Regions from separate parts of the Mus musculus genome. Here region 2 is linked to region 1. The links are chromatin contacts, called in public HiChIP or PLAC-seq maps. All regions are on one chromosome and are shown on one strand. Each heading gives the region's core, a stretch centred on a gene start, on an enhancer-like site or on the middle of the called end of the contact. The rest is flanking DNA. Distances are from core to core; before and after follow the strand shown. Region 1 has its middle 17 kb from the start of Slain2. Region 2 overlaps Fryl (FRY like transcription coactivator).

The links. HiChIP or PLAC-seq counts read pairs in DNA pulled down with a chosen protein or histone mark.
Region 2: a contact with region 1 is called in an H3K27ac HiChIP or PLAC-seq map of embryonic stem cells, with 7 read pairs. The contact joins two enhancer-like sites. A contact is called at or near these places in 3 of 484 Hi-C or Micro-C datasets (all in embryonic stem cells) and 1 of 115 datasets of contacts at active chromatin or transcription factors (embryonic stem cells).

Annotation. Positions count from the first base shown.
Region 1 is chr5:72,894,052-72,899,936 of GRCm38.p6, forward strand. No RefSeq gene overlaps it. Among named protein-coding and RNA genes, the nearest start is that of Slain2, 17 kb to the right of the region's middle. Within about 2 kb of position 3,035, at least 30 of the 459 cell types and tissues checked have an H3K27ac peak or open chromatin away from gene starts, as enhancers often do. A contact at or near this core is called in embryonic stem cells, where this site is marked.
Region 2 is chr5:73,207,240-73,213,124 of GRCm38.p6, forward strand. The region is part of intron 2 of Fryl (FRY like transcription coactivator); the gene reads right to left. Among named protein-coding and RNA genes, the nearest start is that of Fryl, 46 kb to the right of the region's middle. Within about 2 kb of position 3,627, at least 72 of the 459 cell types and tissues checked have an H3K27ac peak or open chromatin away from gene starts, as enhancers often do. A contact at or near this core is called in embryonic stem cells, where this site is marked.

The DNA of each region.
Region 1 (5,885 bases), core at 1,785-4,284:
CATCCTGAAAAAAATTTTTTATGAATTTGTTAAAAATTGGAGAAATGACTCAGCTGTCAAGTGCACTTGCACTCTTCAGAGGACCTGCAAAATCGTTGTCACTCCAGTTCCCCGAAATCTGGCGCCCTCTTCTGGCCTCCTCTGGCACTGCACGCACGTGGTATACAGACATCCATGGGGGCAAAATACCCATACATAAAATCTTCACTAAAATAAGCAGAAATCACCCCAATCATAGCTCTTTGGTATAATTTCTTCCTACTTATTCTATGCTTTTGTTTGTTTGTTTGCTTGCTTGCTTTTGAGAGAAAGATGCTTGCTATGTAACCTAGGCCGACCCCACATTCTTGATCCTCTTGGCTTAGCTAATCCCAGTGTGCTTACAAACATATCCCATCATAGCCAGGCTTCAGCACTAGTTTCTTCTGTACTTTCATAAAATTTGTCTTTATGATAGTATATACCTTTAATGTTTTGCTTCTTCTTAGCAATAATAGAAGCGTTCTTTCGTTCAATTATTTTAGAACATTAGAGAAAGCATAGGTGTGTCCCAATTTAATAAGGTATGGAATATTTTTTACATGGAGGTTTTTTCCTGTTGTTTAATACTGTGGGTTTTGCTGAAGCAAGCACATATTTTATACATATACATATTGTGATTGTTTGTATATTCTTGGGCCAGCAAGTGGCACTATTAGGAGGTATGGCCTTGTTGGAGTAGGTGTGTCACTGTGGGTGTGGGCTTTAATACCCTAGTCCTAGCTGCCTGGAAGTGAGTCTTCTCTTAGAGGCCTGCAGATGAAGATGTAGAACTCTCAGCTCCTCCTGCACCATGCCTGCCTGGATGTTGCCATGCTCCTGCCTTGGTGATACTGGACTAAATTTATGAACCTGTAAGCCAGCCCCAATTAAATGTTGTCTTTATAAGAGTTACCTTGGAGCTGGGCATGGTGGTGCACGCCTTTAATCCCAGCACTCGGGAGGCAGAGGCAGGCAGATTTCAGAGTTCGAGGCCAGCCTGGTCTACAAAGTGAGTTCCAGGACAGCCAGTCTCGAAAAAACAAACAAACAAACAAACAAAGAGTTACCTTGGCCATGGTGTCTGTTCACAGCAATAAAACCCTGAGACACATATTTTTCCACATCAAGAAATACTTGGATCTCAGATAGGGTGCCATTACGTCTGTGAGGACTGCAGAACTCTTGGAGCAAAGTGCTCTGGGAAGAGCTTGCTATCATTCACACTTGCCTCAGTCTTTCTTGTATTAACATCGCTGCACATCCACAGACGAGGTAAGAAGAAATAGGGAATGGGGGCAGGGTGAGAGGACAAGCCAGGTTAGCTTGTCACCTGAGCGCGAGCGAGCTTTCGTTTCTGGCTCCTGTCCCTGAGCGTGAAGATGCGGTCAGGCTATTTGCTTGTCCTGATTCTCTTGGAGACCTTTGGCCTTGTTTTGTGCACATATCTGGGGAAGCTCGAGATCTTGGACTGTAGAGTGCTACACAGGGCGCTGCTGGCATTCAGTTACGTCACTTGGTGGGAAGATGATGGAAATTAAATGGCTCAGGCTGGATGCTCTGGAGAAACCTCTGGCCATCCTTCTCACCCAGCCCCCCGGTGAATGAATGAAGCCGTCACCCCTGTACCCTGCCCGCCACCTACTGCCTCTCCTCTCTCATTAGCTTGTTGGAGTCATTCTCACTCAAATAAACACAGAGCTTTCCATAAATAACCTTCAAATCCATTCTTCAACCAGAGTGATCTGCCTAAAGCACAAATAGCCCTGTAACCCATTCTAGATGCCCGTGTGATGCCTCATTGCCCATAGAATAACCACCAAGCTTATTCTCCTGAACACAAGGTGTCACAGCCGCCATTCCCTGCTGGCTAGCGCTCTTGTTTCTTATCCCTACCCACAGCAATTAGTGCCACGAGCAGCCAGCTGCTTTAACTGCAGCTCACACCACACACACACACACACACACACACACACACACACACACACACACACATACCATCCATCTCTTGCCTCTGAGTCCCTCAATCCCACCACCCAGCATACCCTCCCTCTCTCCTGGATGATGACTATGTTATAATAGAGTCTACGCAAAATACTCTTATTCCACTGGGCGTGCTGGTTCTTGTCCGTAATCTCAGCACTTGGAGAGGTAAGAATGAGAATCAGGCATTCAAGCCTCATAATGAGTTCAAGTGGAGATCAGCCTGAGATTAGTGAGACTTGTTTCAAGACACATGTACACACACACACACACACACACACACACACACGTGCACAAAAAATACATATACATGCACACATACATACACACATGCACACGCATACTTATGTGTATTCTTTTTTTTTTTTACAAACATAATAATTGCCCTGCTCTGATTATTACCCAAAATACAGGTGGCCTCTTGGTGTGATATTCCCTGGTGACTCCGAAATCACACTGGCCATTGTGGTCTATTTTGAGAAATCACACTGGCCATATGGTTTATTTTGAGCAGTAGAACGCAAGCAAGTTATACTCATCACTTCCAAGTAGACACTTCAAAAAAAGGAGTGTGACTTACAGTGCCTGTTCTCTGTCCCTTTCTGTTTTTACTGTTATGAGGTCAGTAATATTCTAGAGGCTTCTAAGCACCTAGAGTGAAGTCAGTATTCAAAACCTGCCAATGACATGACCTGAGACACATCTCAGTGGGTGTAAGCGCCTGGCCTTTTAGAGTCCTTTGCGTGTCTTATTTAGAGTCCACAATAGTGGATCCTGACGCTGGCAATTGTCTGCTATCCTTATCACTGGGCCTTATCTCTCCCGAGGTTCTGTGGTAGCTGCACCGCCACACAACGCTAGACAATACAACCTCCTATTGGAGGAAGTCCCTAGTTCAAGACTTTTGGCAGGAGGCAGGCTTTACCTCCCACTAAGGAAGTTAAAAATAGCAAACACTTGTTCCCCACATTCCTCCTAGTGAGGGAACAGGCACGTGACCTAAGGTCATCCTTAGAAGCGTCCCACTTAGGGCTTTGGAACCTTGATACAAAGTGGGAACAATGTTGCACAGCGCAGGTTCTATGGCTGCCGGTTGTATTCTCCATCCAGGGAAGTAATAGCAAAGAACACCGAGCCAGGGTCACAGTGTGCATTGTGTAGCGATAAGATTAGCAGAACGTTCCAGTTGAGCGACCCGCCTGGGTTGTCGACTTCTCAGTCCTCCTGGCTCCTGTTCACTTTCTGAGCCTCCCAGGAGCCTCTCCTACAGTTCTCTCAGTAACTCTGATATACCCAAGATCCTTCCAGTCACCGCCTCCGATTCCCCTCAGATTCTCTAGCTGTTTCAAGAGCCCGTAACTGAGAATCTTGTTCCCAGGAATCCCCAGGACCCAAAATGATGCAGGGTCCATATGGAATCATGGTTTTATTTTATGTATGCCTGTGCACCCCGTGCATGCATTGCCTGTGGAGGACAGACAAAGGTGTCAGGTCCTCTGAGACTAGAGTTATAGACAGTTGTCAGATGCCATGTGGGTGTTGAACCAGAAGACTAGCCAGTTGTCTTAACTGCTGAGCCATCTCTTCAGCCCCTCCAACCACATTCAAAGAGTCCAATTTGGCATCTTCCAAAAATCTTACTTATTTACCAAGATCAGACCTCACACTGTAGTCCAACCTGACCTCAGATTCCTAGCAATCCTCCTGCCTCAGCCTCCTAGGCAAAAACCTATTTTTTTAAAAAAAGATTTTTATTGTAATTTATCTGTCCACTAGAATGAATGGGTGTGTGTGTTTGTGTGTGCCCTTGGAGGCCAGATTCCTTGGTCTAGAGTTACATGTAGTTGTGAGCTATCACAGGTTCTTGGAACTGTACTGGGGTCCCCTAGAAGAGTAGCAAGCATGATTAACCACTGAGTCATCTCTCCAGAGGCCCCCAGATGATCTTTGAAAAGCCCTAGTCCTTAATTCTTCTGGTGAGCATTAAAGGGAATCCCACCCCTGAGCTGTACTCAGCCACACTATTCTCTTTCTCTACACTGCTTCACTCCGAGAAGGCTCCTCACGGCTGCCCCACCCCAGCCTCCGGCCGTCCAGTGCCTGCAGCTCTTCTCCTTTTACCACCCCCACCCCCACCCAGGCCCCCACTGTCTTGGCTCACTGTTATCAATGACATCTTACAGCGACTGGCTGGGTCCTTCCTTCTTTGTTTCACCTCCCAGATCTTGTTACCCCTTCTCATTTCCCCAACGCTGCATCATGAATTCTGCAAGTCTGAGAATCAAATTGACCACAATTCTCTGTAAAGGTGTATCTCCCAGGCCATAGCCACCTCCTAACTTCTGTAACTTGCACCAGGCTACTGTTGCTTTTATTAAATTGGGGACATCCTAACATCCAAGAATGGAGAGCCACTCTTGAAAACCTGCATTTCCAGGTTGAAAAAAAAAATGTGGTGTGCTGAAGAAATGGCTCAGCAGTTGAGAGCACTTGCTGTTCTTGCAGAGGCCCTGGGCTGGCTCCCAGCACACACATCAGGTGGCTCACAGCCCCCTGTTACTCCAGCTCCAGGGGATCCGGATCCAATGCCTTCCTCTAACCTCTGTGGGCATACATATCATACACACAGTGCACATACAGACATGCAAACACAGGCAAGCAAACATACACACACATACAATGTGCACATACAGACAATCTCGCATGCACACACAGAGAACAACATTGATACCCCATTTCTTCAATGTAAGAATCAGCCAGAGTCAACCTTTTATAGAACACCACCCCACTTCTCCTTGACCCCAGTTAGTGGTTCAAACACAACTTGTTTCATCTTTGCTCCAGAAAGGCCTAAAAATACCCATAGGTTAAAAAGCACCTCCTCTTTAGGGATGGGGTGTAAGGAGGGTCACAAGAAGGACATACATGGCATTATAAATCCTTTCCTGCATATGTATCAAAAGATGGCCTAGTCGGCCATCACTGGAAAGAGAGGCCCATTGGACACGCAAACTTTATATGCCCCAGTACAGGGGAACACCAGGGCCAAAAAGGGGGAGTGGGTGGGTAGGGGAGTTGGGGTGGGTGGCTATGGGGGACTTTTGGTATAGCATTGGAAATGTAAATGAGCAAAATACCTAATAAAAAATGGAAAAGAAAATAAATAAATAAATAAATAAATAAATAAATCCTTTCCAGCTATGGAGAGACAAAAGGAAGGAAGGCAGATAAAAGTGGACACCCATGGGAGAGAGGAGGGCAGTGTAGGGCACAGGGAGAGGGGGCAGCTCACAAAAAACGGTCTACCAAGCAAGAGGAGCGCCATGCTCACAGTACCCTCTAGGCTTGTGTTTCAGAGGTGCCGGTAATTGTCCCCTTGACTTATCTACCTCTGCCAGTCCGCACCCATTGCTGTATCTGCAGGTTATCATTCCCAGCTCAACCCCTCCGAGCTTTGGAGGAGGTAAATACAGTGTCTGTGGCTTAAAGGCAAGCTGCCTTAGGTTCCACTTTAAGCACACGGGAGAAAGGGCAGCCGAAGGAAGTCACAAGATAAAACACTTCGGAAAGAATATTTACCTTCTGTCTTTGTAGGAGTTTCTATTGCTGTGAAAACAAAAACAAAAACAAACAAACAAAAAAAAAACACAAAAAACCACTGTGACCAAAAGCAACTTGGGAAGGAAAGGGTTTATCTCACTTGACTTCCATACCACAGTCCATCACTGAAGGAAGTCAGGGCAGGAAGTCAAGGCCTGAACCAGGAACTGATGCAGAGGCCATGGAGGGGTGCTACATACTGGCTTGCTCCAGGGCCTGCTCAGCCTGCTTTCTTATAATACCCAGGACCACCAGCCCAGGAGGTAGCACTGGCCACGGTGAAC
Region 2 (5,885 bases), core at 2,377-4,876, 310 kb after region 1:
CACTTAACATTATTCTAAGGCTTGTTCATGATCCTATTTTTTTGGTTTTTTTTAAATAATTTAAAAAAAAAGGTAAGCAAAAACATAGGCCCAATACAAAAGGAAGAAAACCAGTAAGTTTCACCACCCAAATGTGACCTGTGTCCTGTGTCCGTCAGTCCCCAGTCAAACAGCTCTTAGCTGCACAGACCATCTACTTTTTGTCTTAAAAACAATTCCTTGTCCAAAAAAAAAACGAACAAACAAAAATCCTCAAAGGTATCAGGGCTGCTCCTGTATACATTAACTTTCAATCGTTCCTTATTGTCTTAGTCAGGGTTTCTATTCCTGCACAAACATCATGCCCAAGCAGCAAGTTGGGGAGGAAAGGGTTTATTCGGCTTACACTTCCATACTGCTGTTCATCACCAAGGAAGTCAGGACTGGAACTCAAACAGGTCAGGAAGCAGGAGCTGATGCAGAGGCCATGGAGAAATGTTACTTACTGGCTTGCTCAGCCTGCTCTCTTACAGAACCAAGACTACCAGCCAGGGATGGTTCCACCCACAAGGGGCCTTTCCCCCTTGATCACTAGTTGAGAAAATGCCTTACAGTTGGATTTCATGGAGGCATTTCCCCAACTGAAGCTCCTTTCTCTGTGATAACTCCAGCTGTGTCAAGTTGACACAAAACTAGCCAGTACACTTATGGGCTAATTTGCATAGGGACAGGGAACTCTACTTAAGAGTTCTTGATTTGTATCCACAATCATGTTTGATAAGAACAATAAGGCTATTCCTTGTAGTTTTGTGATTGTATAAAAATATGAACACAACATTTCATATCACCTCCTGAAAATTACAACACAAATTTACTTTTCTATAACCTTTTCTGTGACCTTGACATTTTACATTAAACTGCCTGGAAAACATCTAGAATTTTACCACCACCACCCCCCAAAAAAATGTGACTTCTGGTCTTCAAGTGAAGATGTTTCTGCAATTTCCAAACATTAATTTTATGGGGGCAACTCTAAAGCCCTGATCGGACTCAGTCTCCCTTTCTAAATGTGAATTGCTGCTCCTAACCAAAACAGGCTTTTAAGTCATAGACTATTGCTGAGTGCATACCTCTGATCCCAGCAGGAGCCAGAAGCAGGTGGATCTCTGTGGGTTTGAGGTCAGCCTGGTCTACAAAGTGAGTTCCAGGACAGCCAGGACTACACAGAGAAACCCTGTCTCGAAAAAAAAAATAATAAATAAAAAATAAATAAACAAATAAAAAGTTTGCATTGGTGAAAGAATGAAAGAAGGACGGGAGGGGAGGGGAGGGGAGGGGAGGGGAGGGGAGGGGAGGGGAGGGGAGGGGAGGGGAGGGGAGAATAACAGGATGCCCTATAGATGGTGAGTGTGGGGGTAGGGAGGTGGAGGGAGTGTTAGATATCAAGGGTTGTTAAAGCAGAAATGTATCTTCACAGCTGGGAATATAGCTCCGTTGGCAGAACACTTGCCAGAACGCACAGAGTCCCTAGCTTGATTTGATCCCCAGGACCACACATGTTGGTACCCACACACAAACCAGCATCTGAGAGGTGGAGACTTGGGACTCCGTCATCCCTGGCCACATCAAGGTCAAACAGGCTGCCTGAGAATCTGTCTTCTTCTTAAGGACATCTCTAAACTGCCTACTGCTGTGGCCTTCCCACCAGCCAGGAGCAGTGTGTCTCTCCAACAGAGCTCCCAGAATCTATACAATGAGTGCCAGTTAGCGGCAGGAGCCACCTTCAAGGGGTCTACGGACAAAAGATCGATAGGCATGTGTTTTAGGCGCTCTGGCAGAAGTCTTTGAGAGGAGACAGCCTTCTCCACACAGAGACTAACTTCGGAAACAACTTAGAGCTCCAAATGCTTCTTGCTTCTGTGTGCAGAGCTGAGGATGAGACTAATTCTTCAAGTCCTTGAAGAGTTCACAGATGCATACAATTAATTTTGACCGTATTCGCTTCCCAGTCCTTCCCTTAACTCCTCCCACATTCATCTCCCACTCCAAGAGGCTGATTCTTTAAAGGCCTTTTAAGTTACATAGTCAAGCTCAATAAACAGTACCACCTCACTGTAAGTCTCCCCAGCACAGCCCCCCAGGGTGCCTGGACCTAGAGCCAGAGGCTATCATGTACCCAGGTTACATAACGACTGTTGGCTCTGCCCTCTGAAGTGGCTGTGTGCTGCTGCCTCCTCCCCACGTTTATGAAAGAAAGGATTGTGCTGAGTACAGATTAGCGGTTCCTCCCTAGAAATTTGTAAAAGATAATCAGTAATTTATTCAGATCAACATCCCCTACACAGAAAATAACGAATTTCAAAGTTAGTAACAAAACATTCCGAGTTGATTTGGTCACTACATTTGACCATATAGAGAAAAAAAAAAAAAAAAAAAAAAAACATGCCACAAAACTGAATTCTCCTCTTACAGAGCACAACCCGTAACTGGGAGAACCCCCACCCCACCCCTGAATGGAAGTCAGCAACACCCCTCCGACTCCGCCCTTCACGGTGGCTAACTTTGGTCTAAGAAAGCTACAAATACAGGAGTGGAGAATTCAGAGTTGGTTCACTGCACCCTAAGAAATGACACCCTAGAAATTCAAGCTAATTAAGAGCACAACAAGAAAACCAGCACCTGTCACCGACAGCCCACTAGGCGGGACGAGCTGCGGCTGGCGCTCCACACGCACGCCTTCATTTTAATCCAGCTAACCACAACCTTTGCACATGTTCAACTTTACAGACAGGGGAACTGAGAGAAAGAACACTGGTGAATGACCCTGAAATACTGAACGTCTGGCTCTCTTAACAGAATACGCTGCTGGGTGGATTTACATCACATTCTGTGACCCCAATACGTTCTCGTGTGATCAGAACTCTCAAAACCAAAGAAACTAAAAGAACCCATGCTGTGACCGGCGAGTCAGAGATGACTTTATATTTCACAGACTAAATCCAATCCTTGTTGTTGAGATCTAATTATTCAAGTCTGGTGGACCAACGTTGTCATGAAGGGAAGCGGCCGTGGCATTTCAGCCATGATTCTTAAATGTGAGCTCCAGTCTACAGCACATGCTTTCTGAAGAAGGCCACTAACAGCCTCAACACCGTGACTGTCCACACGTCGGCTGCGTCCACCTTGGAGGGTGGGCCTGGCTAGCCCTGGAGGGATCAGCTGTCGTCGCTGTGGCTTATATGAAAACCTGTCCACTCGAGTCATCTTCTGTGGACCCCTCTGCCTTACTCCACGCTCAGTGTTGAGACACTATTTGGTCCTTGGCTCAGTGTCCTAAAATTCAGTCATCTGAATAAACGCCTCGAGTGTGGTCTCTGGACCAGCTTCACTTCTGGGCTTACGTTGCTCTTCTCACTGAGGATTTTGACATACCCTGGAATCAGTAGGCAAAATTAAATATTAACTGGAAGATGTATTGGAGAAATGTGAGCCGTAAAGCAATGCTGTTGAGGCCTTCTGGAAACTGGGCGCCAGGAGCAGAGGAGAGCATGGGAGCAGCCCATCCGACCATCAAGCCACACCCTACACGGAGGGCAGGCAAATGTGAAACTAGAACTGGGGTCTCCCTGCAGAGTGTGCCCTGGAGTGTATGACTCACCCGGTTCTCAGACCATCCTTCTAGACCTCGCTGTGGGAGAACATTCTACAATGTGTAAATGAGGTTGTTGGGAAAACAAGAAACAAAAGCCATCTTTTTAATAGGCCGTGCTTCTGAAGTCACACTGTGATTGTACTAAAAACTAATTCGGGTGTGGCTCTATAAATGGGGGGCAGAGAGGAGACTTGGAGAGGGCCAAGGGAGGACCTGACTCATGTCTCCCACCTTGGCAGGTTTCTTCGGCATGGCTGCCAGTTACACAAGCCCTACCTGGAGTGCAATCTCGTTGATCTTACTCGTGAAGCCTTTACAAACCCATCGAACCAGGAGCTACACAGCATTTGTCAGCTTTGTAGACTTGCCATTTTCTAAAGAAAAACTTCCTTTATCACTCTAAACCATAAGCAATATTAGTGGGGATCAGCAGCACATGGGAATTTGTTTCTTACCTATGGACACCTAATGTTTCAAAATCATTTTTGAAAACTCTAAAATCCTATTCCCAGAAGCTAAGTCTCAAAAATCCTAATTTCATCTTAAGCAAAGTTCATTATAAAACTTCCATTATAATGTTTGACCTTAATATAAGCAAGATACTACTGCTAACGTCAGAATGTTTAAAACACTGTAATATGTCCTTTTGCTTTTTTAAAGGGTTTAAAAGGTTTCTGCTTTCCTACATCTCAGATCCCAAAAATAAACCCATCTGGTAAGGAACCAAAATTTTCATAACCACACATCCCCTTCATTACATCCAGAAAGACTAACAGACAAAAAGCAGTTCTTTAATTCAATAGGTAGGCCAAAGCAACGAAAAGGTTAATATCTGAAAACTCTTACGTAAAAGAAAATCAGCAAACGTCACCCCTCAACAAAAAAAATTTCCATTATGAGTCCAGAAAAATGGCCTCATCAGACACAGCTGTCATCAGTGGCCCGGTTAGGGAATACTAAGACACGACAATGCAGTCAAAGCAGCAGACTCATTCAGAAGAAGAAAGAGGGGGAAAGGAGACAAGGAGAGGACTAAGGTGTGAATGAGCAGAAACCGAGAAGGGTTTTTTCTTTTTAAACAAAAAATAAAGTCATTTTGCAGGCTATCACTAACGAGCAACCGTCCCATCTTGTCACAGAAGAAACATTGCTGACTGGCCCTGATATACAAACAAAATCCCGCTTGAGGGCCGAGTAAACCTGCCTTACTAATACGCAAAGGATCACTGTTAATCTAGAAATCAGTCGGGAGGGTGATCCTTCCGATGCCGTCCTAGGGCCGGGAAAAGCACAGGTTCATGCCAATACGCTCCGTCCTTATGGCTTTATTGGTCACTCTCTGCCACGTGAAAACTGAACACCTAGTGTTCTGGCTTCCCCAGAACGCGGATACTGCCTGCCATACACACACACTTTTGTCAAAGCTGTGTGGAGAGACAGGCGTTATTTAATGTGTGCTGAAGTGTATGTAAAGATGGCTTCAAAAGGCAAGTAAGGCTTTTCGGTGGAATAAGGTCACTTCTGGAAGGTTCTACTCAAGGTGCCTGCGGCACTACACCTGAGATTTGTCTCCTCTTAAAGAGACTCCCCTGGACGCACCCCCTCCTAACCCCACGAGACTCACCAGAATTCTTACCAGTTCTGAAATGAGAAATACGCAGTTCTTCTGACTCCACATCAACCCATGGCTGCTGAGACTGTGGTAAAATCTTAGAGTTGGCGGTAGCAACAAAGGAAAACAGGGTTATGTAGGTCAAAAATAAATCAATCTGACTGACGGGGATTGTAAGCGGATTAGGGGAATAACGGTTAGGAGTGAGCCTCTAAGCAACAAGGGGAGAGGGGGTGGACAGATATGTCAAGATGGAAGACTAGGCTGAGGAGATGCTGGGAAGGAAGGAAAACACTATGGTTGCTTGGCTGAGCCCAAGAAGGGAGCACCGGGAACCTAAGATACTGGGACGCCTGGTTCCCAGGCAAAACATCACTCGTCCTCAGTGAAGCTGCTGAGAGAGGAAGCACCAGAGAACAGGCTTTTGTTGTTATGTTTTTGGTTTGTTATTATTTTTTTAAAAACAGAGCCTCAAGTTGGGCAGCCTGGTTTGGAACTTCTGATCTTCCCGTCTCCGCTGGGATTAATTACGGAGGTGCACTACTAGGCCCTGTCTATGTCAGGCTGGGGTCGAACGCAGAGCACACCACACATGCCCTCTACCAGTGAGCTACAGCACCCGCGAGTAAGTGATCTGCCATC